Regions from separate parts of the Capra hircus genome. Here region 2 is linked to region 1. Evidence: chromatin contacts called from public Hi-C data. All regions are on one chromosome and are shown on one strand. Each heading gives the region's core, a stretch centred on a gene start, on an enhancer-like site or on the middle of the called end of the contact. The rest is flanking DNA. Distances are from core to core; before and after follow the strand shown.

Evidence for each region. A called contact is a pair of places that touch in the nucleus more often than the background predicts.
Region 2: a Hi-C map of blood shows a contact between it and region 1, with 3 times the contacts expected there. The contact joins the enhancer-like site here to the promoter of SLC48A1 in region 1. A contact is called at or near these places in 2 of 5 Hi-C or Micro-C datasets (both in blood).

What each region holds. Positions count from the first base shown.
Region 1 is chr5:32,079,295-32,085,304 of ARS1.2, forward strand. SLC48A1 (heme transporter HRG1) reads right to left here and starts at 3,048. Exons shown (of 3, transcript XM_018047881.1): 1 at 2,794-3,048. The coding sequence starts at 2,929.
Region 2 is chr5:32,140,833-32,146,842 of ARS1.2, forward strand. It overlaps ENDOU (poly(U)-specific endoribonuclease), which reads left to right. Exons shown (of 9, transcript XM_018047884.1): 4 at 510-681; 5 at 1,276-1,475; 6 at 4,989-5,102; 7 at 5,721-5,827. Among named protein-coding and RNA genes, the nearest start is that of ENDOU, 12 kb to the left of the region's middle. Within about 2 kb of position 2,514, at least 4 of the 5 cell types and tissues checked have an H3K27ac peak or open chromatin away from gene starts, as enhancers often do.

The sequences.
Region 1 (6,010 bases), core at 1,798-4,297:
CTGGTCTGCATGACTCAGGGCAGAGCAGATAGTTTCCCAGGTCCACCCAGCTGCGTGTCCATGCCAGACCTCACTCCTTGCTCCAGCCCACCTGCCTCAAGGAGTAGGGCCCTGCTTGGCTCGAGGCATTAAAGGCACACAGCTGGTCAGTGAAAGAACCCCCAGCAGCTGGGTTACAGGTGAGGAGCCAGGAGGAGCCCAGGGGGGCCCACAGGGAAACGCAGACGAGTGAGCCACTGAAGCTGGGGCCCACCTGTTCCCCCACCCCTCCCCTACCCCTGCTTCTCTCACTCACAGCTCACGGGAAGAACCCAGAGCCCGCTAGACACCCAGCCAAGCTTTCCAATCTTACTCTCTGTTTTGGTCTACTAGACCTAGAGTCAGTCAGTCTTCTTCCCAAGGGTTCCCAAGCAAAACCATTTCTCCAGCTTCTCCTCCAAGCCACTTCTAACAGGATCGGGGAGAGTGGGTCTCCACCCAGGCACATTTTCCCAGGGGCTCCAGGAAACCAGCACCCCCCAGCAGCCCCACCTGGCACACAGGGGAAGGAGTGCGCTAGGGCTGCCCTCTGGTGACTCGGCAGTTTCTGAAAATGCCGAGTCAGAAGTGGGGTGCGCACAAATCTGCTGATGATTCACCCCCAAAAGAGGAAGAGGCTGACTGGCTGCAACACTCTCAGCACCCATTCACATGGAGCGGGCGTGTGGCCCTCACTGCCCCTCCCCCCACCTGCCACGCTGCTACCACGAGGGCCACAACCACGGCAGCCACTACCACCATCACTGGGCATCTTGGGTTCTGCCGAGGCTGTCAGGGAGGTGCCAGGATCCTGCCCCAGCTGTTGCTGCCCTCACACCTCTCCCCGCAGGAGCTCCATAGCTGGCCTGTCTCGGAGGCTAAGGGAGGTCTTCAGGGAGGGAGAGAAGGCAGGACTGGGTCAGAGGGAAACCCTGGGACTCCCCAGGGCTGCCACCCAACAGGAAGCTGCAAGATGGGTGATTCAGGGAGAGGACAGACAGCTGTTACATTCTAGACCTGAATGGGGGCCTCACACAACACGCCTGTCGGCAGCATCTCCTCCCATTCCTAACAGAAGAGGAAACTGAGCCCAGGAGGCATCGATGTGCCTGCGGTCACACGGCTCGGTGGGGCTCACTCCATCAGGTCAGACTCCACACACCCAGCTCGGATTCCAGGGGTGGCCCTTCCTCCTCACCCCCAAGCAGCCCCCTCCTGTCAGGTCGGATCAGGGCAACCCCTGGGCCTCGCCTGAGGAGTCACCCTGCCATCCAGAGGGGAAAGCAGCAGGGTCGAGGGAAATGGGAATACTTTGCAAGGACAAGAGAACCAGGAGGAACATGGCAGGCAGGGGAGAGCGGGCTGCAGAGCGGAAAGGGGCCAGGGGTCCTTAGATAACTGAGCAGAGATGGGCAAGCTGGCCCCCAGGAGGACAGGAACCCACAGGTGGGGAATCCAGGCGGGCATGAGGAGCAGCCCAGCTGGGCACCCACTCACCCTTCCTTGGAGACCCCCAGTGCTCGGCTTGGCATTGCTTAGGCTACGGTAACCTGTGCCACTCTTACAAGGCAGAAACCCCACCTCCGTTCCTCCTCTATCCAGACAGTAGTCAGTAAGCTTCAGGGCAATGAGCAAATCTAGTTATTTTTAGTTAGTCCATTTAGGGCTCTTTTGGCAGAGTTTAGTTACCAATAAGATCATCCTAATGTAGAAGCATTATCCTCACATGTACTTTTTTCCCAGAGTGCTTTCCCACACATATTATTTTATGGAGCTGTGTAACCCTGGGTAAGCTATTTATTTACACTAAGCCTCAGTTTAAGCCTGACCTGTAAAATGGACACAGGAATAATGCCTAATTAAGGATTAAATGAGATGGCGGAAGCAGTTTGCTTAACAGGGTGCCCGACATATAGAAAGCGCTAAAAAAAAAAAAAAAAAGGTGAGCAAGTAGAAAAAATGTTTCTTCTTCTCACCGACTCTACAACATAGACAGGTTAAGAACATGCCCAAAGAGGCAGAGCAAGCACAGAGCGTTGGTAAGCACGGGCTCCACCAGCGCGCTGACGTTCTCAACACCAGTGCTAGCCTCCTCTGCCCTACTGGGGGCACAGAAAGAGAGGCTGGCGGCGTTTAACGGACCTTGGCCCAGGAGCCACAGCAGAAGGGTGGCACAGAGAGACCGACGTGGTGGAAAGAAAACGTCAGTTTCCCTCAGACCCCTAGCGCAGTCCTGAGTCCCCGCCGAGGACTCTGCCGGGGCTGGGCTCCACCCTGGAAGGAGGCAGCCGGGCTTCCCCGAGAAACCCAGCCCTCCTTTCCACTGACTCCCTCTCCGCGCTCACCCAGCCTCCAGGGAAGGGGCGCGGATCCCCCAGAACAAGTGCCTGTGTGTTTGGGTGTCTTCACACCTGGCCGCCCATAGGAGGTGGCGAGGGCAGCGGGCGCACAGGGGCGCTGTCACCGAGGCACAGGGTGGAGAGCGGACGGCTAACCTGGGGGCTGCGGGGCTGGTGAAAACGGCAGAGGCGGGACGTCGGGGCCCCGGGCTTGGGGCGGGCATTGGGTCCCCGAGGCCCCCTAGGGATGCCCAGAAGCCCTGGCCCACGCGGGGCCTGCTCTGCCCACGGCCAGTCTTGAGTAAACACGCCACCCACTCCCCGGGGAAGCGCCGCCCGGGAGGAGCTTCCCGGAGCAGCCGCCGGCGCCTCCCCGCAGCCGGGCGCCCGAGCCGCGGGAGCCGGACCCCAGCGCCCCCCGCGCGCCCCGGGGTACCTGCGAGCCCCCCCATGGCCGCGGTGCCCGGCTGTCTGTAGACCACCGTCCAGACGAGGAAGATGGAGAAGCCGGCCACGGAGCTGAGACCCGAGTAGGCGGCGCGAAGGCCGAGCTGCAGGCGGGACGGGGCCATGGGGCTGCGGGTTGCGGGCGCCGGGCGCGGAGGGCGAGCGCGGCCGCTGGTCACAGGTGCAAGGCCCGGAGCCGGAGCGGGGAGCCGGGAGCCGAGCCGGAGCCGCCGGCCGCCCGCGCTCCGCCCCCGGCCCGCCCCCTGCGCCGCCGGCACAGCGCCCTCCCCGGCCGGAGGCCGCCCGCGCCCGGAACCACCGCGGCGAGCGCGTCCTGGGCTTGCCTGCAGTCTGCGGCCCGGATCTCTTGGGGATGCCGCCTAAAAGGGCAGGTTCCGGGGCCCGTCGTCTGAGCTACCGTATCGGGATATTTAGGCCTTGGCGGGGCCCGGAAACACTGAGCTCTACAAACCAGCTGCGGTGTTTGCCTTTAAAATTTATCACGTTCTCGTTTAAAATGTAAGATGTAAATTTCTCGTTAAAAATCAATTATAAAAAATTAAGATATAGGAAATTACACGGCGAATATGATTGCTTTCGAGCCTATCTATCCATCAGGTTCCCTCCTCAGGCGTTAAGCAGTCTCAGCAGATGCTTCTCTCGGAACCCTTCCGGTCTTCCTTCCCGTCAAGGACAGCTCCTTTCTCTAATCTCCACAAGCGTACCCCTCCCACCCAAAATCTACCGAACGCCACTTCCATCAGAGTCAGACAAACCCAAGAAGAGACTGGAATCTGTAGCAGATGTATACTGAGCTAGGGCTGCGGGCCCAGTGCCATGCTGGGGGCCCGCAGAGAAGACCAGAATGTAGCCCACGGAGCCCTCAAACATTTATGATATAGTGGAGGAGGCTCATCCCATACTGGCAAGAAGTGAGTATCCGATATACCTTGTATTTATTTCTTTCCCCTGCTGTAGCAAATTACCACAGATCTAGTGGCTTCAAACAACACACATCTATTATCTCACATTTCCGTAGGTCAGGTGTCCAAAAATGGAACTCAGAGGGTTAAAGTCTAGGGGAGGGCAGGGCAGCCTTCCTTTTGGAGGCATGAGGGGGAAAAGCTGTTTTCTTGCATTTTTCAGCTTCTAGAGCTGCCCACAGCCCTTGATTCCTGAGTGTCTTCAAAGCCAACTCCATCTTCAAAGCCAACAATCACACCACCTCGACCTCTGCTTCTGTCCTTACATCGTCTTTTCTCTCACTACCTCTGCTGCTTCCTTCTTTTCCCTTATAAGGACCCTTGTGATTAAAAACCTGGATAATCCAAAGTAATTTCCCCATTAAGATCCTTAACTTAATCGCACCAGCAAAATCCCTTTGGCATGTGAAGTAATAAATTCACAAATTCTGGGGCTCAGGACACTGACATCTTGGTGGCCCATTATTCAACTATCACATCTCTCTGGAATGTCATCTCCACGAACAGCATCTGTGCCTCTTTCATTCACACCAACACATAAAAGAGTTTCCGACATTTCAAATCCCCTTGGTAAACATTTGTTGAATGGATGAATGTGAGTGAATGAAGGTAAGAATTAAATAACAATAAAGGAGATCATATACAAGAACTCTAGTCAGGACATGATTACTTGCCAAGTGAATGATGTAAACCACATTTGCCTCACTTTTTTTTTTTTTGGCTGCACTGGATCTTTGTTGCTTTTTCACAGGCTTTCTCTAGCTGCAGCAAGTGGGGGCTACTTTTCCTTGGGGTGCAGGGGCTTCTCATTGTGGTGGCTTCTCTTGTGGAGCACAAGAGAAGAAGGCTCTAGCGTGCCAGCTCAGTAGTTGCGGCCGGAGCTTAGTTGCTCCAAGGCATGTGCGGTCTTCCTGAGACCAGGGATCTAACCTGAGTCCCCTGCATTGACAGGCAGATTCTTATCCTCTGAGCTACAAAGGAAATATTTGCTTCACTTCTGAATAGCCTGGGGAGCTTCTTTAAAAAAAAAAAAGACCCCAGAATCCACCCCTGCCTTATTAAGTTTGAATCTTGGAAGTATATATATTTTTAATGAGAAGTGATTTCAATTTGGTGAGCTCGGTGTCCAGCCCTCCTTTGGGAGCTGCTGATGGAGGGAGTCACTGCTGGCTGTTCCGAGGAGGGAGCAGGCCCTGTGGTCCAGAGTGCACTGCCATGGATGACATCAGAGCTGGCCTGCGGGGAAGCACTCCATGCGGTGGGAGCAGCCTGGGGGACAGCCCAGAAGGAAGAAATAACGTGGCAGGTTTGGGAACCTGTAAGTAGTTTGTGGTCTGTGGGTGATGTAAAGGGTTTTGAGGTTGGAATTATTCTGAACGAAAATGGCCTTGCTTGCTCTTCTTAGAAGGTTTCCCCCACTCTGTGGAGCCAGGGGAGGGAAGTAACAGTTCTGTGTTTAAGAAATGTGGCCAGGGTAATAGTGTGAGGATGAACTTCCTTTGAAAAGAGCAGAAAGCAGAGAGGCCATTCAAATCCTTCGTCTCCCTATGCTTTAGTTGTCCTACCTGTAAAATGCAGGCAGCTGTGTTGTTCGCTTCAAAGTATTTTGTGACGAGTCAGTGCTTAGAAGAGTAACTAGTATGCAGTAGGTGCTTCATAAACACCAGCGAGTATGGTTAGTAGCAGCAGAAAGGCTGTGAGGGCAACAGATGGTGAGGGGAGAATGAAAGGTGGTTCAGGCTGTCAGCGAGAATGGGGAAGAGGGAACTGATTCAAGAAATATTTATGCTATTTGAACCGTAAGGTCAGGTAGCAATTAACTAGCTGGGCAGATAGAAAGGAGGAGAGCAAAAATATTTATGAATGCACATGTCAGGACTAATGGAGAGGAGTGAACAAACTCGTTACACTGGAGAGTGAGGTTGTGCAAGAAAATAACGAGAGATAATTATGTAACAGTAGCTTGGGCCCAGGATATAACACAAGAAGGTTAAAAGCAGGCTGAAACTTTGGCTTAACTGTGAAAGCAATAAGGAGCTGTTGAAGAATTTCATGCTCAGATGCGGTTACCACTTACTTACTATGTCACATAAGTAGGTTTCCCCTAACTCAGGAGAACTTTCTGCCCAGAGGAAAATAATTTTCTATATCTGCCCTCTCTACACTGGTAGCTACTGGCCACATAAATTTGGTATGTACCTAATATGACTTTTGAACTATGGT
Region 2 (6,010 bases), core at 1,264-3,763, 61 kb after region 1:
CAGAAACTCTGGGGTCGGGCCCACTGATATGTTTTCACAAACCCTCCAAATGATCCTGATGCTTGCCAAAGTGCAAAAACCTTCCTAGTGGCAGGGGACCATGTGGGTATTTTGTGCTAAGTGTAAGGATCCTTTAGACTCTTAGGGCTTCCCTGGGTGGCTCAGACGGTTAAGAATCTTCCTGCAATGCAGGAGCCCTGGGTTCGATCCCTGGGTTGGGAAGGTCCCTTGGAGAAGAAATGGCTACCCACTCCAGTACTCTTGCCTGGAGAGTTCCACGGACAGAGGAGCCTAGTGAGCTACAGTCCATGGGGTCACAAAGAGTTGGACGCGACTGCGGGACTAACAGGCTCTAGGCCACTGCCCTGCAGTCACTAGGGTGCCCGACTGCAGCCCCCTCCCCTGATGCTGGCTCCTGGAAGGTACCTGAGCTGGGAATGTTCGCAGATAGCTACCTGCCTCCTGGCCTCCATCGAGCTCTGAGATACCCCTCCCCCAATTCCTCTCAGAGGGCTTCTCCCACAGCAGCGATGCCATAAGCAAGGAAGAACTGCAGAGTGTCTCTGAGAAGATCTACAGGGCAGACACCAACAAAGCGCGGAAGGAAGACATCGTTCTCAACAGCCAAAACTGCATCTTACCCTCAGAGACCAGAGACCAAGTAGACCGCTGCCCAGAGCCGTGAGTTCCCTGAACGCCTCTTCCAGCAAAGCCTCTCCCCGAGTTTTGCCTCCTTTGGTGCCTCAGCTCTTTTCTCCTAAGGCAGGGGATCGAAGGCAGAGGGGAAACTGGTTCTCTGGAGACATATAAAGCCGGCCTGAGGGCCTGTGGGCATCCATGTGGAAGGGTTTCTGAGCTTTCCCAGGTGGCACTAGTGCTAAAGAGCCTGTCTGCCAATGCAGGAGACTTAAGAGGTGTGGGTTCTGTCCCTGAGTCGGGAAGATCCCCTGGAGAAGGAAGTGGCAACCCACTCCAGTATTCCTGCTTGGAGAATCCCATGGACAGAGGAGCCTGGCAGGCTACAGTCCATGGGGTTGCAAAGAGTCAGACATGATAGAAGCAACTTAGGATAGATGGATTGGCTGAGAATAGAACTGACCTTCCAAGAGACGAAGTGGAGAAAAGAGTGACCTCATGCATTGTCCCCAAGAGTATCTGAGGGCCCCACTCTGCCTCTGGACCCAGTCCTCACATGCCTGCCCTGCATCTGGACATTCTGGAGTGTTTCTGCTCCATGTCCAGGCCTCTCACTGGGCCTCACTCTACCTCCCCAAGGCTCTTCACATATGTCAATGAGAAGCTCTTCTCTAAGCCGACCTACGCCGCCTTCATCAACCTCCTCAACAACTACCAGCGGGCCACGGGCCGCGGGGAGCACTTCACAGCCCAGGAGCTGGCTGAGCAGGACACCTTCCTCCGAGAGATCATGAAGACGGCTGTCATGAAGGAACTCTACGGCTTCCTCCACCAGCAGAGTGAGTGAGGCGGCGAAGCCTCCCCCTAGGCCCGCGAGGGAGGTCATGCTGAGGACTCGGGGTGTGCCTGCCGGACGGGGCTCCATGGTGGGCAGGTTAGGAGAGCAGGTGAGGATTTAGGTGGAGGCCAGTGTATACCTGGGAGGGGACAGGGGAGGGGCCAGAGAAAGGAGCCCATGGACTCCAGCAGGAGTTGAAGAATCCTCTGCCTGGCTTGGGAGTCATCCTGTCTTTTAACCTAATCTCAGCACCAGGGGGCTTCCCTGGTGGCTCAGACGGTAAAGAATCTGCCTGCAATGCAGGAAACGATTCTATGCCTAGGTCGGGAAGAACCCCTGGAGAAGGGAATGGGAAGCCACTCCAGTATTCTTGCCTGGAAAATCCCACGGACAGAGGAACCTGGTGGGCTACAGTCCATGGGGCCGCAAAGAGTGGACACCACTGAGCGGCTAATACTTTCACTTTCTTTCAGCCACCTCGTTTATCCTCCGTGAGTATGTCAGTCTCAGGGTTCACTGCAGGCTGTGAGCCACCCCCCCACCCCGCCCCCTCAGTGGACCCCAGGCTCAGCACCATTCATTTTCCAGGCAGGAAGACTCCCTGTCCCTGCTCCCTTCTCAGGCAATAAGTCCAGGAAGGAGGCCAGCCCACTTCACTTTTTCTTTTTTTTTTTGCTGGGGAAGTAGCAACGGAAAATCAACAAAGGTTCAGAGTAGGAAGTTTTACCGGGAAGGGTTCTAGCTGGAACGGTTCCAATAGAGATACATTCGAATCAGACCAAAAATGGCTTGGGCCTCAGGGCTTCTTGGCACAGGGTGTGTTTGTTAGTGTCCTCTGAATTCCTTCCCTGAACTCCAGGCAGCCGGGCCTGGCCTGGGGGCGGCTCCAGCCAGGTCGCCCTTGCTGGCGGGGCGGAGGATGGCCTCTGCTCAGACACCGCATTCCATCCTTGGGTGGCCTGGTTAAGTTAGTAACTTTGTTTAGGTAAAGCCAGCGACACACAAGCAAACCCTACGAAGAGGGCGTGATCCTGCACTGCCCCCTGGTGTCCTCTTTGTGGTAAACACGCGAGAGGATTTTGGAGGTGGAGACGGCCCTACTGCAGGCTCTTCCACTGCTCACCCAGTCTTCCCTTCTCTCCCTATCCAAATCCCACTTCTTCAAGTTCCAGCTCACATTCTACCTCGTTACGAAGCTGCACTCGCCGCAGCTTGCGGCAAGGGTTTGGACTCTGTCTTAAAATACCTTTGGAGCAGAGAGACTTGCTTTCACTTGTTAATGAAGCAAGTGACCCCGGGCCCTTTGGCCCTTTGACCCTTGGACCCTGTCTGAGCCTTGTCTGTGCAGTGGGGTCTTGGGAAACTGATGCATGGAAAGTACTCAGTGAAAAGCAGTCATCATTCAGACTGTGAAGCTCTTCTCTGTTACATCGTATATTTTTATTTTTTTTAAACTAATTTTTATTGGAGTATAGTTGCTTTCTAATGTAGTGTTAGTTTCTACTGTATAGCAAAGTGAATCAGCTATATGGTATGTCATGTATCTTTAGTCTTGTTTTCCAACTATGTTTTAAGTCCTTGAAAGGAGGGAATATGTCTGGTACATCTTCTATGCCCCCTCTCACAATTCTAGGCAGTAAACCTTTGGTATTTGATGGCTCCCTAATTCAGATCCCCAGCCCTGACCTTTCCTTTGGGTCTCGCTGGCCTTTCTGACATCTCCACCTGCCTAACTGGCATCTACTCAGAGCTTAGTGTAAAGAGAACTCACAGTTCCTGCCTCTTCCTCCAGACAGGCCCGCTCCTTTCTCAGCCTTCCCCATCTCATTAATAGTTCCATAATTCATCCAGCTGCCTGTGCCCAAAGCCCAGGAGTTATATTTGATTCTTCTCTTTATGTCACCACTCTCCACCCCCATTTCCTCCACCAGGAATTGTTGTTGTTGTTGTTCAGTTGCTAAGTCCTGTCTGACTATGTGATCCTATGAACTGCAGTACACCAGGCTTCCCTATCCTTCACCATCTCCTGGAGTTTGCTCAGCTCATGCCCACTGAGACAGTGATGCCATCCAACCATCTCATCCTCTGCTGCCTCCTTCTCCTCCTGCCTTCAACCTTTCCCAGCATCAGGATCTTTTCCAGTGAGCCAGCTCTTCATATCAAGTGGCCAAATTAATGGGGCTTCAGCATCAGTCCTTCCAATGGATATTCAGGGTTGACTTCCTTTAGGATTGACTTCCTTTAGGATTGACTGGTTTGATCTCCTTGTAGTCCAAGGGACTCTCAAAAGTCTTCTCGAGCACCACAATTCAAAGGCATCGATTCTCTGGTGCTCAGCCTTCTTTATGGTCCAACTCTCATATCCGTACATGACTACTGGAAAAGCCACAGCTTTGACTATACGGACCTTTGTTGGCAAAGTGATGTCTCTGCTTTTTAATGTGTTGTCTAGATTTCTCATAACTTTTCTTTCAAGGAGTAAGCGTCTTTTAATTTCATGGCTGCAGTCACTGTCAGCAGTGATTTTGGAGTCCAAGCCTGATACCACTCTGACATGAAGAATCAATGTGAGAATTGAAAGCAGTTAAAACAGTGCCAGGAGAAGGCAATGGCACCCCACTCCAGTACTCTTGCCTGGAGAATCCCGGGGACAGAGGAGCCTGGTGGGCTGCAGTCCATGGGGTCGCTAAGAGTTGGACACGACTGAGCGACTTCACTTTTATTTTTTACTTTCATGCATTGGAGAAGGAAATGGCAACCCACTCTAGTGTTCTTGCTCGGAGAATCCCAGGGACAGAGGAGCCTGGTGGGCTGCTGTCTATGGGGTTGCACAGAGTCGGACACAACTGAAGCGACTCAGCAGCAGCAGCAAAGCAGTGCCAGGCACGTAGAACATAGTAACTCTAAAATACTTTTGTTATTATTACTGTTTGATCAAGCTCCAGCCCTTGTATGCTGACTTCTGACTGCCTCTCAGACCCCCTCTCCCACCACTCTCCCCTCTTGCTCACTGTGCTTCCCCGTGTAGACTCTTAGCTCTCTGAACACCAAGTTCAAGGCATCCTGGAGCCTTTGCACCTGCTGTTTCTTCTACGTGTAAGCATGTTTCTCCCAGGTCTTTGTACAGCTGACTCCTTATCCTTCGGATCTCTGATTAGTGCCTTCTCAGAGGCGTTTCTGGCTTTCTAGAAGAGCACCTCATCCCCACCGCCAGTCATCATGGGATAATCTCCTTTGTTTTCTTCATAGCACTTATCTGAAATCATCCTGTTTATTTGTTTATCATTTGTGTCCTCCACTGGAATGTAAACTATAAAGTCAGGGATCTGGTCCTTGTGATTCCCTGCTGAATCCTCAGCCTTCAGGTCTGGGCCTGGCACAGGACAGGTGCCCCAAACATAACTGCTAAACAAACACCTGCCTCTTGTCGAGTTGGGAAAGATGGCCCTTCCTTGCTTCCCAAGACCTGGCCCTGCCTTCCCCTCTCCTAAGTCTTCTGTGCTCCTCTCCCCAGACCGCTACAGCTCGGAACAGGAGTTCGTCAGTGACCTAAAAAACATGTGGTTTGGGCTGTATTCCAGAAGCAAAGAAGAGAGGGACTCAAGTGGCTTTGAGCACGTCTTCTCAGGTGGGATTACTCTGCTTGGGAAGAAAGAGGTGGAGGGATGAAGAGGGACGCTTCCCTCAGGCATGGGGCAGTGTCCACACTGATGAATCAGCAGCCATACCAGCTCGCAGGCCAAGAGGGAGGGGACTGAGGAGCCATTCTTGAGGACCGGTCTCCTCTGGAGTATCTGAGGGAGAAAGAAGCCCAGATACTGGGGCTCCCAACGAGCACACATAAGAAGGGAGATGCCTTTGAGGCCATGGTTGTCTACCTGTCAGTGGTCCTTTGCTTCCAGCGCTTGGCCGGCTGCTTCCCAAGAAGACCACGTTCTTTTCCTGCACTGCCACACCCCGCCAAGCTCCCACCAAAACTGGCCTGTTCCTAGGGAAATGGCTAGAGGATCTTAGATTGGTCCAGGGTCAGCCAGGGGAAGAAACTCTCCCGAGGGCTTGAGCTGAAATGATGGTTGGGGTGGGGGAAGCTTCCAGAGCTGAGAATTAGGGATGTGAGGGCCTCCAGGAAGTTGGGGTGGACATCCTAGGAGTCAGAGACTAGAGAAGGGGGACAGCCTTGGCATGGGAGTAGGGAAAGAAGGTGGAGGGGAGGCCCAGATCACCCACCCTGATCTCTTTATCATAGGTGAAGTCAAAAAAGGCAAGGTCACTGGCTTCCATAACTGGATCCGTTTCTACATGCAAGAGAAGGAGGGCCTGGTGGACTATTATAGTCACATCTATGATGGGCCTGTGAGTACTGATGCTGACCTCATAGGCTGGAAAAGCCTTGTTAGCACCCAGACTTTTTGTCCTCATTCTGCATTCTGAACAGGCAGGCTTGTCTCTTACCCTGACCCTCTTGGCAGCCCATCCGGGATTGTGTATATGACTTTCCTATTTGCTGGAAAGTAGGTTTATCCAGCCAGCATGCTT